Linked DNA regions of Hordeum vulgare: region 1 is linked to region 2. A link is a contact called in public Hi-C data. All regions are on one chromosome and are shown on one strand. The core of a region is the stretch at or near the end of the contact, and the rest is flanking DNA. Distances in the headings are between cores, read along the strand shown. Region 1 holds the start of LOC123395964 (cold-responsive protein kinase 1-like). Region 2 holds the start of LOC123395455 (stomatal closure-related actin-binding protein 1-like).

Evidence for each region. Hi-C and Micro-C count contacts between places; a contact is called where the count stands out from the background.
Region 1: a Hi-C map of seedling shows a contact between it and region 2, with 4 times the contacts expected there. The contact joins the promoter of LOC123395964 here to the promoter of LOC123395455 in region 2. A contact is called at or near these places in 2 of 6 Hi-C or Micro-C datasets (leaf and seedling).

The regions. Positions count from the first base shown.
Region 1 is chr5H:27,409,026-27,415,784 of MorexV3_pseudomolecules_assembly, forward strand. LOC123395964 (cold-responsive protein kinase 1-like) reads left to right here and starts at 5,346. Exons shown (of 7, transcript XM_045090984.1): 1 at 5,346-6,062; 2 at 6,724-6,759. It overlaps LOC123395965 (a long non-coding RNA gene), which reads right to left. Exons shown (of 3, transcript XR_006609868.1): 3 at 4,760-5,302.
Region 2 is chr5H:27,045,528-27,051,934 of MorexV3_pseudomolecules_assembly, forward strand. LOC123395455 (stomatal closure-related actin-binding protein 1-like) reads right to left here and starts at 3,761. Exons shown (of 13, transcript XM_045090458.1): 1 at 3,332-3,761; 2 at 1,600-1,905; 3 at 1,352-1,480; 4 at 1,128-1,220; 5 at 20-160. The coding sequence starts at 1,887.

The DNA.
Region 1 (6,759 bases), core at 4,096-6,595, 370 kb after region 2:
TCGCATCCGAGACACCATTGTTGCAAGTTCTCTAATCAGCTCCAGTCTACCACACTCCACACAATAATTCCTCAACTTTTCAATCTTGTTACTTATTCATCCACTACCTGCACCTGGTCCTTTATCTGAAATTGTTATTAGTGCTTTGCAACTCCCAATTTGGAACCAGAGGGAAAGTATTTTTTAAATCAATGAATAGGACAACTATGTCTTAGTATTTTTTTCATGTTTTAATGCATTTGTTTATGCGACGTCTAAGGACAGTGCCATACGGAGCACTTGTTCATTGGTTCTTGCCATGCGGTTCATGGTAACATTATAGACTTGTTCACCCTCTATTTTTTTATCTATTCACTTTTATAGAAAACAAAATTTAATTAAATGGCCATGTTTTTTGAATACATAGCATCGAGTTGGAAGCATTTAACACATGCCTTTGCTACCAAGCTGGATTTTTGACATTCTCGGAATTACCTTTATCATTTCCCCTCTTGTTTTCTGGCCCTCCTGACCACACCACTTAACTAAAAATAATACATAGTAAATATCTTTTGTTCATGGCTAGGATTAATTTGTTATTGTTAGGCATAGTTTGTTAATAATTTCTAAAAAAATTGTAAATGGTGACAAATAGAGGGTTGTTACTAATTTCTAGGGACACTGAAATTTTGGCTTTTACCGAATTATTTCTAAACCTATTAAAATATACCCTCGCACTGAAATTTTGTGAAGATACTGACTTATTATACTAAAATTACCTTGTTATTAAAAAAAGTAGTACTATTGGACTAATTTAACTATGTAGTCCGAAGGGAGAGCTCATGGGAGCAAAAAAACAAGGAGAAAGGAGTGCTTGGGAGAAGTTAACTCAAACTTCACTTAAGATGTGACCTCCAAATAACTCACAAAATCATAACAACTACTTGATTCGTGATAGTATTACACCACACACATAACATCGAGTTGTATAATAGTATAAGTAGAGCTTACTTGATGCCTATTTTGTTCCTCCTTAACTTCTTCACTTAGTTGGCTTTGTTTGAGTTATATACAATGAAATTTACCCCTATATGTTTTTTTTGATAAATGGTGCTTTATCAAAATCCAATCATTGGTTTTACAATAGTTGCTTAGATTCAGGAGGAGAGAATAGTGGCCGGAGAAGAAGAATGATTTTGTGGTACAAAAAGCTTGGTCATGTTTCATTAAAATATGTCATGTGATGTGCTTGTGGATGCTTCCACAGATATATATTTGACACAGTTAATGTTGAACCACAACAATACATACGTCCATGTTGCAAGGCATAAGCAATTTAGGTATAATTGACACCTAAATTGAGAACATAAATTAGTTTCTTTGCTTATTTGAAGTATCAAATTTATTTAGTCCGTTCTTAGTTTTGGCTTTAGTTTTCATGCCATATTATTTACTAAACTGGTGATAGATTGTTAGCATCGCATCCGGATTGCTATTTTAACTAAACCAATTATGGGGAAATTGTGTGGCATCAATTTGGGATTTTTGTTGTACATTGCAAAATTATATGGGAAAATTGTTTAATTTAACAGAACTTTTAGAGGGAGTGTATGACGAATGTTGGAAGACATTCAAGTTAGGGATGATGGAAATGCCTATGGCAATTTGGAGAACTTGGAGAAAACACATGTTAATTTGAGCTGGGTGGAAATGTAGATTGAAGCCAAGCAGTACGATGGGAATCAACAATTTTCTAGACTTGGAGGGAACACCAGACGGATTTGGATTGGCGTGACAACATAGCGAAGTATTAACGCTATGATTGAAGAGCTGACGTTGAGGGGCTCGTGATAGATCCATTTGTTGGCCTGTGGCAACGCACGTGCGTTCTACTAGTGTTAGATTGTTGTGGGCTGTCGTCATTGCTTATGGTGGAAATGCATTCTGAAGGTTGGTGATTAGTCTTGCATGATTACAAACTCCATGATTGCTTACTACTAGTAATTTTGTAGTGATGTGATGGGTCATTGTCTTGGTTGATGAATTGTAGAGTTGGAACAGCTCTTCCGTATTAAAAATAGATTTGGCAACATCACAATGCTTTTAGTAATTTAAGATATGGTTGATCCTTGTGTTGGTTGAGGAACTTTCTTTTTTTTTATGTTGAAGGATTGTGCAGGGCCATGCACAGTCTGTTGCTTGATTGTTATCCAAGAACTTTTTTTTTACGTAAGTTATCCAAGAACTTTGTACTACATGCAGCTTCGTGAATTCTGTAACTGAAACGAAACAGATGAAGGAGGCCAATCTGGGACCTGGGATGCATATCGCCCGAAGATCTTTTGCGAAATAGGCGAACATGAAATGGCGGATGTGTGCTTGAGTGCCGAAGGTCACAACTCACAAGAACCGGCCTGAGCTCAAATTCTAGGATAGAGCTGGGAAGAGGTGTGTAAAGAAGCAGTTCAAGCATAGATGAGATTTAAAGCAGCAGTAAAGAGGATGGATGAAACCCAAATCATCGACTGCAACTGGGTCGGATCTGAAAGGTGAATCATCTGAGCCGACGATGGTTGGTGGAAGAATCACATTGCAGTAATGTCACATCAGGATCGTAACTAGTTCCCCATTATTTACTTATCTTTTTTCATGTACATGTATGAACCGAGTCGCTGTTATTTCAGAGAAACCCATAGCATGCAACAACATGTACTTGCAAAGTTCCACATGGGCCACGGCCAACTTGACTTTGCTGCATGTTCTGTTCAGGACAGCAAATGTCGCCGGTGAATCGTCCATTGCCCCTGGAGAGGGACTCGGGGAGACATGGAGGATGATACTCCAACCAGTATTAACGACGGGTCAGACGACCACGATGTATGTGCTTGCTGCATTTGCTCAAGCATCTTCTTGCAACAAGCCTGAAGCATCCTCCTGCCACGGTTCCGAGCCCGAAGGAAGACTTGATTACATGATGACACCAGCATGTGTGTGCAACTTTGATCTAGCAAATGATTTGACATATCCTTGTTCTGTTCCTGATTATTTGAATGGGTGTTGGCAAGCATCACGTGCACATTTGTCCAATGTCATAGAAATGCATTAATTAACCACCATAGTTCTTATGTACACCGTCAGTTCCAAGACTTTATTGGCAAAATATAACCAATCAAACACAAGGTTTTACTTTGTATAGATAGGGCCTTGATTTCTTTCAGCTCCCACAACAAAGGAATGTGCTTGACCGTTTCGGCGCATTATAAAGAAATTGTATCGCCAAAGGATTTCGGACTGAATTGTTTTTGTTGGATAAATAACAGAGCAATGATCTAGACCAGGAATTATCCGGTGGAAATTGAACTGAAACTGGGTCGCTGCGTTTGTCTCTTGCAGTGTTCAGGCTAAATACGTATCTTGACTTGCAAGAGAAGGAATGGGACAATTCAACTCAAAAGCTTGAGAGGAACCGTTCTGATGGATAATCCTCGACCTAGACAAGTCTGCTAGTTGATACAGCTGTCAGCCTGCCTAGCAGAGAGACTGATTTGATGGACACACTTCTCTACTTGTCTTTGAAATCTGAAATGATAAATTATACTTGACCTGTACATATATCAGAAATAAACTTACCGAACTTCTTGAATTTATCAGCTCAAGCTGTGTGAGAATTCAAAATTCGGTGTTGACAAAAAAAAGTTACCATGATGATCACAGCTCACAATGTTGACCAACGGTGCCATAATATGTACTTGGCCTGTACATATATCGGAAATAAAAGTACTGAACTTCTTGGATTTATCAACTGAAGTTGTATTAGGATTCAAAACGTCTGAGTCGACAATAAAAAGTCACCATGATGGCCACAGCTCGAGATATTGACCAACGGTGCAATAACATGTACTTGACCCTCCGTTTCAAAAATATGTACTTGACCTGTACATATGTCTCGGAAATAAAGTTACTGAGCTTCTTGAATTTATAAACTCAAGTCATAACAGAACTCAAGAAGTCTATGTTGACAAAAAATGTTACATGATGGTCACAACTAAAATGTTGACCAACAGTGCAATAATATAAATGAGATGGGGAGCGAACTAAGCATGACTTGATCTACCAGCAGATGTGGTCAATGGCTGATCCTGTTGTGCTTTCTGTACACCGGAAAATTGTTGAAAATCTCTTAGGTCCACTTGTCAGATCATTAGCAGTTGTCAAGTTGTCTCTTGATAGCCTGGAAAGGCCAAGAGTCTGAACTTACTTTAACCTTACAGTTATCTCCAGAACTGTCAACATCACACCTGACTGACGCTGACAATTATAGATGACTATGAGGCGTGAAAGTAGACATTTTCTTCCTTTTACTACTTTGGAGGAAAAACTGGATCCTCGTCCCTTGTACATAGGATAAAAACAAATAGTGCTGGTAACTAAAATCATAGGTACTACAACCACTAAATCTGAAGTGTACTATTCACTACTCCCTCCGTTTCTAAATACTCCCTCGATCCGAAAATACTTGTCAAAGAAACGAATGTATCTAGATGTATTTTAGTTCTAAATACATCCATTTTTATCCATTTATGCGACAAGTAATTCCGGACGAAGGGAGTATAAGTCTTTTTAGATGTTCCAATATAAGACTACATACGGATGTATATAGCCATATTTTAGAGCGTAGATTCATTCATTTTGCTCCGTATGTAGTCTCCTAGTGAAATCGCTAAAAAGACTTATATTTAGGAACGGAGGGAGTAGAATATCTACTTTGTCCTTTTTCAACTGAACAATGTACTCCGTTCGATCGATATTAATATACATTAAATCTTTATATGGGCCACAGGGATTACAACATTTATTTTTAAATTACATTTATATAAAAATGTAGGCGGGTAATGTAAACCTAATGTTGATGATTATCCCAAATACCTGCATTCATTTTTCTCTGCATTTGTTTATTACAAGCCACACAAATGCAGAGAACGTGTGTCATTTCTGCTCAAAGATATCCAAATTTTACCACCGTGTTAATTTTTGTGGCCTGCGTTAGTCGACGAAGGAGAATTGTGCATATGGGTCAACTGATCACTTTCTCCGATACACAGTGAAATGTACATCTCACTTTGATGATCAGAAAGTAGCAAGATCCAACGCATACCTTTTGAGATGAGGTTAGGTGGCTCTTCTCAACCTCTTTTCAACCTTTATATTGTCTCAATCATTGAATCGTCAATATAGAAAACCAGAATGTCAAACTGCAATTAAAGCCAGGGTTGCTGAAGCACCATTCTGGAAGGAAACCAGGAGCATTCATAAACCTTTCCCACTGCGTGCCATGAAACACAAAAGTTGTTATCTCAATCCAATATGAGGTGAAAGACAAGCATGTACCGAGCCTACCTTGCTTAATTACTGTGCCATAAAATTTCTGTTATATATCTCACTAATGTAAACTAAAGACTGACTATTTAGGAAACAAACTAGATGTGTGTCTTTTCTTAAACAGCAGGTCTTTTTCAAGTCACAGTGTTTAGTTTATGCCTGATGAACAGTGAACACGGTGTATGACTCAATAACCCGTGGACCGGTCTCCAACTATAGCAATACTAAAGGCAGAGCATGGGCATTAAGAATAGGCCCAAGATGAAGAGAAAAACAAGCATTTTTTTTCCAATCCTTAGTCATCTTTTTGTTTCGTGGTGGGAGCTGAGCACAAGCCATTCTTTCCTTGCTACTTCCCAAGTTGCAACCAGCTCATCTCTCCAAGGTGAGAACAGGCCAGGTCAATCCCAGTGGGACCGTTGAGTCCTTTGCCTGGACTAGTATATATAGAGAGCACAGGACAGCACCCTTTTGCTCCTAAATCTAGAAGATACATGTGCCCTGCTCCTCATACCACCATCACCCAGGACTTATCAGACGCTCTTGGCTCTTCATACACACTGCAGAACCTCACAGTGGAGTTTCCACCGAGCAACTGCGCCTAATCCTTGGGTGGGTTTAGTTTCTTGGTCTCTTTTTCTCCTCTTTGCTGAATCTACCCAATTTCCCTGGCTTTCCTCGGAGCAATTGCGCCTAATCCTTGGGTGAGTTTCGTTTCATGGTTTCCTTTTCTCCCTTTTGCTGAATCTACCCAATTGACTAGCTAGGTATGTTTTGAGAAATATACTTGTTCTAAGTTTTGCAATCCATCCAGGGCTGTTCCTCATGAAAACATTTGGTTCGCTTCTAGTTCCTTTCATTTTTGTGCTTTCTCCTTAACCATCAGTTCATCTGGTTCTGTTCCAGTGATCTCAGTTGCCTGTTGAACATTTGAAGTTCAGGGGTCATGCTGAAAATGGTTTCCCCCCTGTATAGTGACTTTCTTTTCCGTTGATTTTGTTGTCCAAGCACAGTTCTTTATATGTCCACCAACTATAACTAGCTTGTTTAATTTTGACATTATTTTTTCCGGTAAGTAATGTGTAGTGTATTTCTTTCTTTTCCTTCTGCAACTCAGAGGCAGAAACACACCAGAATTATCTGTTTTGAGTTGTGAGCAGAGCACTACCTGCCATGCCGTTTTCTTCTCTTAGAGGACATCTTCCCAGCTTAGCTCCTTGGAGTAGCTAAACTAGAAATGGATAGCTAGCTTCATTTTGTGTAGGACATTCAAGAGTGAGTTTTTTTTTCTACGGCTGAAATTAAAAGGAAACAATTCCATTGAGATACTTGCATAATTCATTTGACTGATCTTCTTTCCCTCAGGTTCTTATAATACTCCTCTTTGCATGAGCTTCTGTA
Region 2 (6,407 bases), core at 2,511-5,010:
AAAAGAAATATCAACGTACTTGCTTCCCAGTTTTTTTAGACATCTTTTCATGCTCCTGAAGTGCTTCTTGAACTCTTTGCACTGCAGACCTAGCACTCTCTACCTCCGTATTGGCATTAACTCTTTCTTCTTCAACAATTCTCTTGGCATCTTCAGAAGCCTATGAGCAAGACAAAAAAAACTTCAATGCTACAAACAAAGGACAATGCACAAAGTTGTGTTGAGCAGCACAACAGGTAGGAGCATGGGAGCATTTATACTTGGAATATATCTTTTTTGGTGTTGTGTAAAGAAGATCTAATCCTGCTTAAGATAATTAGCGTGCTATGCTCACTTGACTAATTGCATGTTTCTGATGGAGGCACATTTGGAAAATCAGGTGAAAATCTTGAGACATATGGACTACACATTTACACAAGCCGCCAACTTTTGAGGGGAATACCGTGTAGTAATGTATATTTTCTTTCATATAGTAATCAAGTTGCACTGACACAAACTTTCTTTTTACATAAACTATATTGTAAAATAAAACAAACATTACTCTAATTTAGATAGGTGTGCGTTCCTTCCCAACTAAAATAAGTATGTTTCTTTGGTAACGAAATCCCTAAAACTAGGATCAATGGGTATACTCCCTAACTGAATATGCAGTCTTTATATGTTTTCAATCGATCTCGAAAATTAAATACATTTATTAGCTCCTAGGTACAAGTTCTTTTAAGAGCTTTTCAAAACTTCTCGCTAGGCAAGAGAAGCAGGTACGAGTTATTTTCCTGAAGACTTCAGGACTTAAGCAACAAACTACACCTCTTTGTAGATATATCTCACAAACAGATAGATCTTCTAAGGATTGTGTCAACTAAGGCTCATTTCTCTTCTGCTTAATATAATGATGCGCAGCTTTCTTGTGTGCTCGAGGAAAAAAACTGCCAACTAAGAAAGCAAATACGCATTTAAGTCGGTCGTGAATTATATGTAGTACAACTACCAAACGAAGGATTCATGATACTGAGAACTTTGACACTGTTTGAGTACATAGATTCTCATTCTGGAACATATCAAACCTCATGTTTGTAAAATATAATTCTATAGCACTGGAAATTGTAAACAAACAAACTGGAACATACCAGCTTTAATGATTTCGCTAATTCTGTGACCTCCGTTTTTTGTTGAATCAACTCAGCTTCTCTTTTGGAGAGCTGAACTGCAAGAATTTCCACCTGGAAAATAGCATAAATTTAATCAAATGAGAGCATGGCAGCTTTAATGATCACTAGACATAAATATAAGTTAAAATGACAGATGAAGCTACAAGAAAAATGCCTGAAGTTTAGGATACAAAGAAACCAACCATAGAAATAGACTCCTCAATTTCGTCCTTAGTTTTGCCGGTGACTTGACCTCTCAGTGATTCCAGTACACTCTTTAGATTTTTCAGGAGAATGTCTCGCTCCAACAAAGCCACTTGTCTCCATTTAACCTGATGGTTTGAACAAGTCAATCAAAACTTAAATTCATTAATAACTAAACTGATTGGCATGGAGGCAATCATGCACTGAATACAAAAGGTCTGTTCGAGAAGAATGCAAAGGTCTGAACCTCTTTAGACAACAGAGTGGCAGTGTTGAGTCCCTTCTCAAACTTCATTGCAAGCTCACGGACTGAGAAGCGCTGACGGCGATCAAGCAGTTCCTCGGTCTCCTTAGCAACAACCTCCTTGAGAGGCGGCACTTCTGGGCCATCTGCCAGCTTGATCACTATGCCGTTCGAACCATTCTTGTAGGTAGGAAATTTATTCCTTATGATATTTGCTGGACGCAGTGGCCCTGGCCGTATGTCCTCGTTCTTTGTCTTGCGCCCATAATCAAGAGTCGCAGCCCAGGTCATCTATAAAATACAAATTCCCTGCAATTTCCACACAATATTTTTTTCCGTCACACACAAGAATTGCATTGAATATGACACTTGCATAACAGATTAGCGCTTGAGAATTTATTCCTGCTAAAAGTGATGCACAAGGCAATGGAACAACGGCTCGGAGCTAAAGTTGCGAAATCGAATCCAAGAATGCAAAAGGCGGAAACAGGCTGGATAAGCCATAAAACACGACCTGATTATACTTGAAAAAACCTACAGCTTTGTGTGAAACAACTGATAAACATAAGACGGTCTTATCTTTCAATTCAAGGGACAACATAATTAATCAAATAAAACCGGTAAACATGAAAGCGGTATGATAAAGGAGACTAGGCCCTCGGAAAGAACCAAAACGGCTGATTACGCACCAGCAAACTTCGGGGGCAGGCATAAATAATTGTAGGTGGTTGGCAAAATTATGTGGCGTCATTCATCAACCTCCTCCCACCCATTAAACTAGCAGCGTAATACAGTGATCAGCGGGGACAGAAGCCTCCACCTCCGGAAAATTTACACCGGGGACGTAATTAAAAATGATGGCGTAACAAACTGCTTTCTACAACACGCTTGTTGAATTCCGCTTTGTTAAAGGGCACAGTTGAGGAGAGGACGGCAGGAATGCAACTTTATCAGCGAATAATAAGGCGTTTCCGCTTTACAGCTGGTAGTGGACCACCATTGTTATTCTTGGTTAGGCTACAGTGCAGAGGAGGCTCACTTAATGCAGCGAATTAACACAGCATCCAATCCAAATCCCGTGTATTTAACCCTGAAGATAGCGTCTAGGCTCTAGACAAAACCGTTGTTGATGAGAGAAATGAAGCCGGTGATTTATGGGTTAGTACTCAAAAGCTGAACACTGTGGCATCTATCTATCAAGGACTGATATTCTACTGTACTGCTGTACAGTTGTGCGTAGCTTGGACCGGAAGATAAGACGGTACTTTAGACGCACACAAATAAAATACTGTGCCCCTGCTGGTTCCCCCCGGCCGCAATGCAAGTATTGCAGTTGCGGCCTCTGCATGGCCCGGCCCCCATCATCAATCAAGACGTAAACAATGCAAGTACAGCTGCACTGCTACTTAATTACTCCGTTGGTTCGTACTAGTACTGTACGCCACGCGACACGGAAACGGAATCCCTTCTTCTTCTTCTTCTTCTTCTTCTTCTTCTCGCGGCGCTCAAGCTCAACTGCTCCACCCCCCGTGGCTTAATCTCCGCCCACAGCCACGGATCGAACAGCGCCTGCCCTCTATGAGCGTGTGGCGGGGCTGGGTTGAAGTAGCGAGCTACGTTTTCACCCGCGAGCTAATTAAGCGGCGTTTTCACCCGCGAGCTAATTAAGCGAGAATCTCAACGGCAACAAAAAAAAAGGAGGAGCCGGAAAATGAATGGAATCCGCATGACTGACCCCGCAATGCGCGCGCGTGCGTCGGCCTGGGCCCTGGAGCGCAGCCCCTCCTCCTCCGCGCGGGCCGGGCGGCGGAGCGGATTCGGCGGCGCAATGGGCGCTGATCCGGCGACCGGAGCGGAGCAGGGCGGATTGGGGGATCTTGTTTGGGGTAGGAGGAGGAGGGGTTTGCGGCGGGGGGGGGGGGGGGGGGGGGGGCAGGGAAGGGAAGGGAAGAGGAGACGGTTTTCTGCGCGCGAGGGGTTTGCTTTGGCTTTGGCTTTGGCTTTGGCTTTGCCACCCTCTCTCTCGGCTTTGTTCAAGGGAGGGAGGAGTGGGGAGTGGGCTAGCCTAGTAGTAGTAGCTAGTGCCTGCCTGCCCGGTACAGCGGGTGGCAGCTTTGAATGGCCTCTCCGGCCACCGGCGACTCTTCTCTCTCTCACACACACACTCGCTCGGTGGTGGCTGCTAGGTCCACGCCGAATGCGCCTTCCTTCCTTCTTTCTATGCGGCGTGCGTGCGTGCGTGCTGGCTGTGGTTGAGTGCGTGGTTTTCTTTTCTTTTCTCTTCTTTTCCACATGGATAATGATCCTCTCACGTACTTGTACTATCGTACGTACGTCCTTGTATTATTGATTTGATTTGATTGACGAGTTTGACTCAGCATGATTAGTTCAAACCGGAGCCGTCGTGACAGCCCACGAAGTTGATGCATGATGCTGACTTGTTTCTTCTTTTTTTTAGCGAGGGATTTGTTTCTTCTTCACCTTTTTTTCTGATGGAAAAAACCCACGATTCCTTTCGAAATACCACCGTCGGGTTATCAACCGGACCCGTGAATTGTGGATGTTATACGGCGGCTGAATGAACCAAAGCCTTTTTTTTTGCATGATAATGTGTGTCTTATTCATGTCATAAAGACCATAGCCTTTTGTAAATTACTAGCAAAAGGACCCGTGCGATTGCAACGAAAGAAAAAAATATCACACGCTTTTTTTTATAATTATTTTGATTTATTAAAATAATAAGCTAACTAACTAATGTAGTCAGTCCTATCCTATTTTGTTGAGAAATCAACCCGTCCATTGTTAATTTCACCATGATGAGAAATTGAATGGACAAGCAAAGCAAAACAAAGAGGCTACGTGAATTGATCAATGGACTGTTATCTTATTTCACTCATGGGATAGAGAACGTGGGATCAGATGACAAACTGAAGGTGGTGTTTCATTCTCTCTCTCTACAATAATGCAATCTTACATTCAATACATTCATTCATCAGCAAACAAATTCCCACAAAACAAAATTTCTTGCCGGTGCTTGGCACACGGTTGGAGGCATGGGGAGGGGATCTCACCAGATGATCAGTTCCTGTCGGAGGAGGGGATACGATGAGGAGAGCAAGGGTTAGGCGCCTCTATCTGGCCATAAGGAGTCGTTGTTGCCGCGCCATAACCTCAGAGTTCCCCGTGTGAGCCATGGAGGCCCGCCTCCACCTGCAAGTACTTCGCTCCGCAGCGCCTTATCCGCGCGCCGCCGCCATTCTGCATCAAGCAGACGCATCATCCCAAGTCATTGTAGCTGTCGCGTTGATTTGATCCAGAAGCTATGCTCGAGCGCCGAAACGGGGCAGGAAGCGGGCAGAGGTACGACCGTGGAGGCGGGTGGGTTGAGATCGACAGCAGTGGTGGTTGAGGTCGGCCGCGGCGGCGAGTGGTGTGGCAGCGGCCTGGGCACAGGCCAGGGTGGACCAGGGTCGACGAGATGCGCTCGAGCGCCGCAATGGGGGCAGTGAGCAGGGAGAGGTACAACCGTGGAGGCGGGTGGGTTGAGATCGGCAGCGGTGGCGGTTGAGGTCGGCCGCGGCGGCGAGTGGTGTAGCGGCGGCCTAGGCACAGGCCAGGGTGGCCCAGGGTCGACGGGAGGAGGCGATGCGTACGGGTATAATTTTTACACCGAATCGTTTTTTCCTTTTGCGTTGCAGATAAATGATGGAGCGCGGGTTGAATAACAAAAATTACAGGGGCTTTTTTATAAAAATGTCGTGGTGGGTTTTCCGACGGAAGCAATAGCCGCTTTATTATTAGGTATAGATGTGTTGCGTGGAGAATAGGAACAAATACGCAAAGATTGTGTATCTATCTTTAATGGTGGAAAATGTTGGCCAAGACAAATATAGAAGAAAGGTCTGGGGGGCACCTCAATTACATGGTAATTACTCGGGGGAAATGCTGGTCAAGCCAAAGATACCGGTCATAACCCACAAGCAAAAACGCAGCTATTGCGATGGAGGGGGAGGCGTCGTCGATAACGCAACTATTGTGATGCCGCCAAATGAGCCAAGTGGTTAACGGCGGTAGGGACGAAAGCCCTTTACGACATGGAGAAGGCACGGCTGAACAAGTGGCATCCGACCATGATTGGAATGACGTATCCGAGCGTGGCAGGGTCGCGGTGGATCGGACCCATAAGAGGACCTCGTGTTATACCTGTCTGGCGAAAGAACGTCTAACGAGGGCAGAAATCTGAATATCAACATCCACAAACTCCTTTGTGTTCTACTTGAAATGTCATCTACGCATAGACCTAGCTCACGATGTCAGTGTTGGGGAACGTCGCATGGGAAACAAAAAAAATTCCTACACACATACAATATTTATCCATGGTGATGACCATCTACGAGAGGAGAGAATGCATCTGCATACCCTTGTAGATCGCTAAGCGAAACTAGGAACTCCTCGTGACGTCCGGGATCTCATCCGGGACTCCGAACAACCTTCGGTCACCAACATACATAACTCAGCTATATCAAAACATCATCGAACCTTAAGTGTGCAGACCCCGCGGGTTCAAGAACTACACATACATGACCGAGATACTCTCCGGTCAATAACCAATAGCGGGACATGGATGTCCATATTGGCTCCTACATATTCTACGAAGATCTTTATCGGTCGAACCTTTATGTCAAGGATTCAGTTAATCTCGTATACTATTCCCTTTGTCCATTGGTATGTTACTTGCCCCGAGATTCGATCATCGGTATCTCTATACCTAGTTCAATCGCGTTACTGGCAAGTCTCTTTACTCGCTCCGT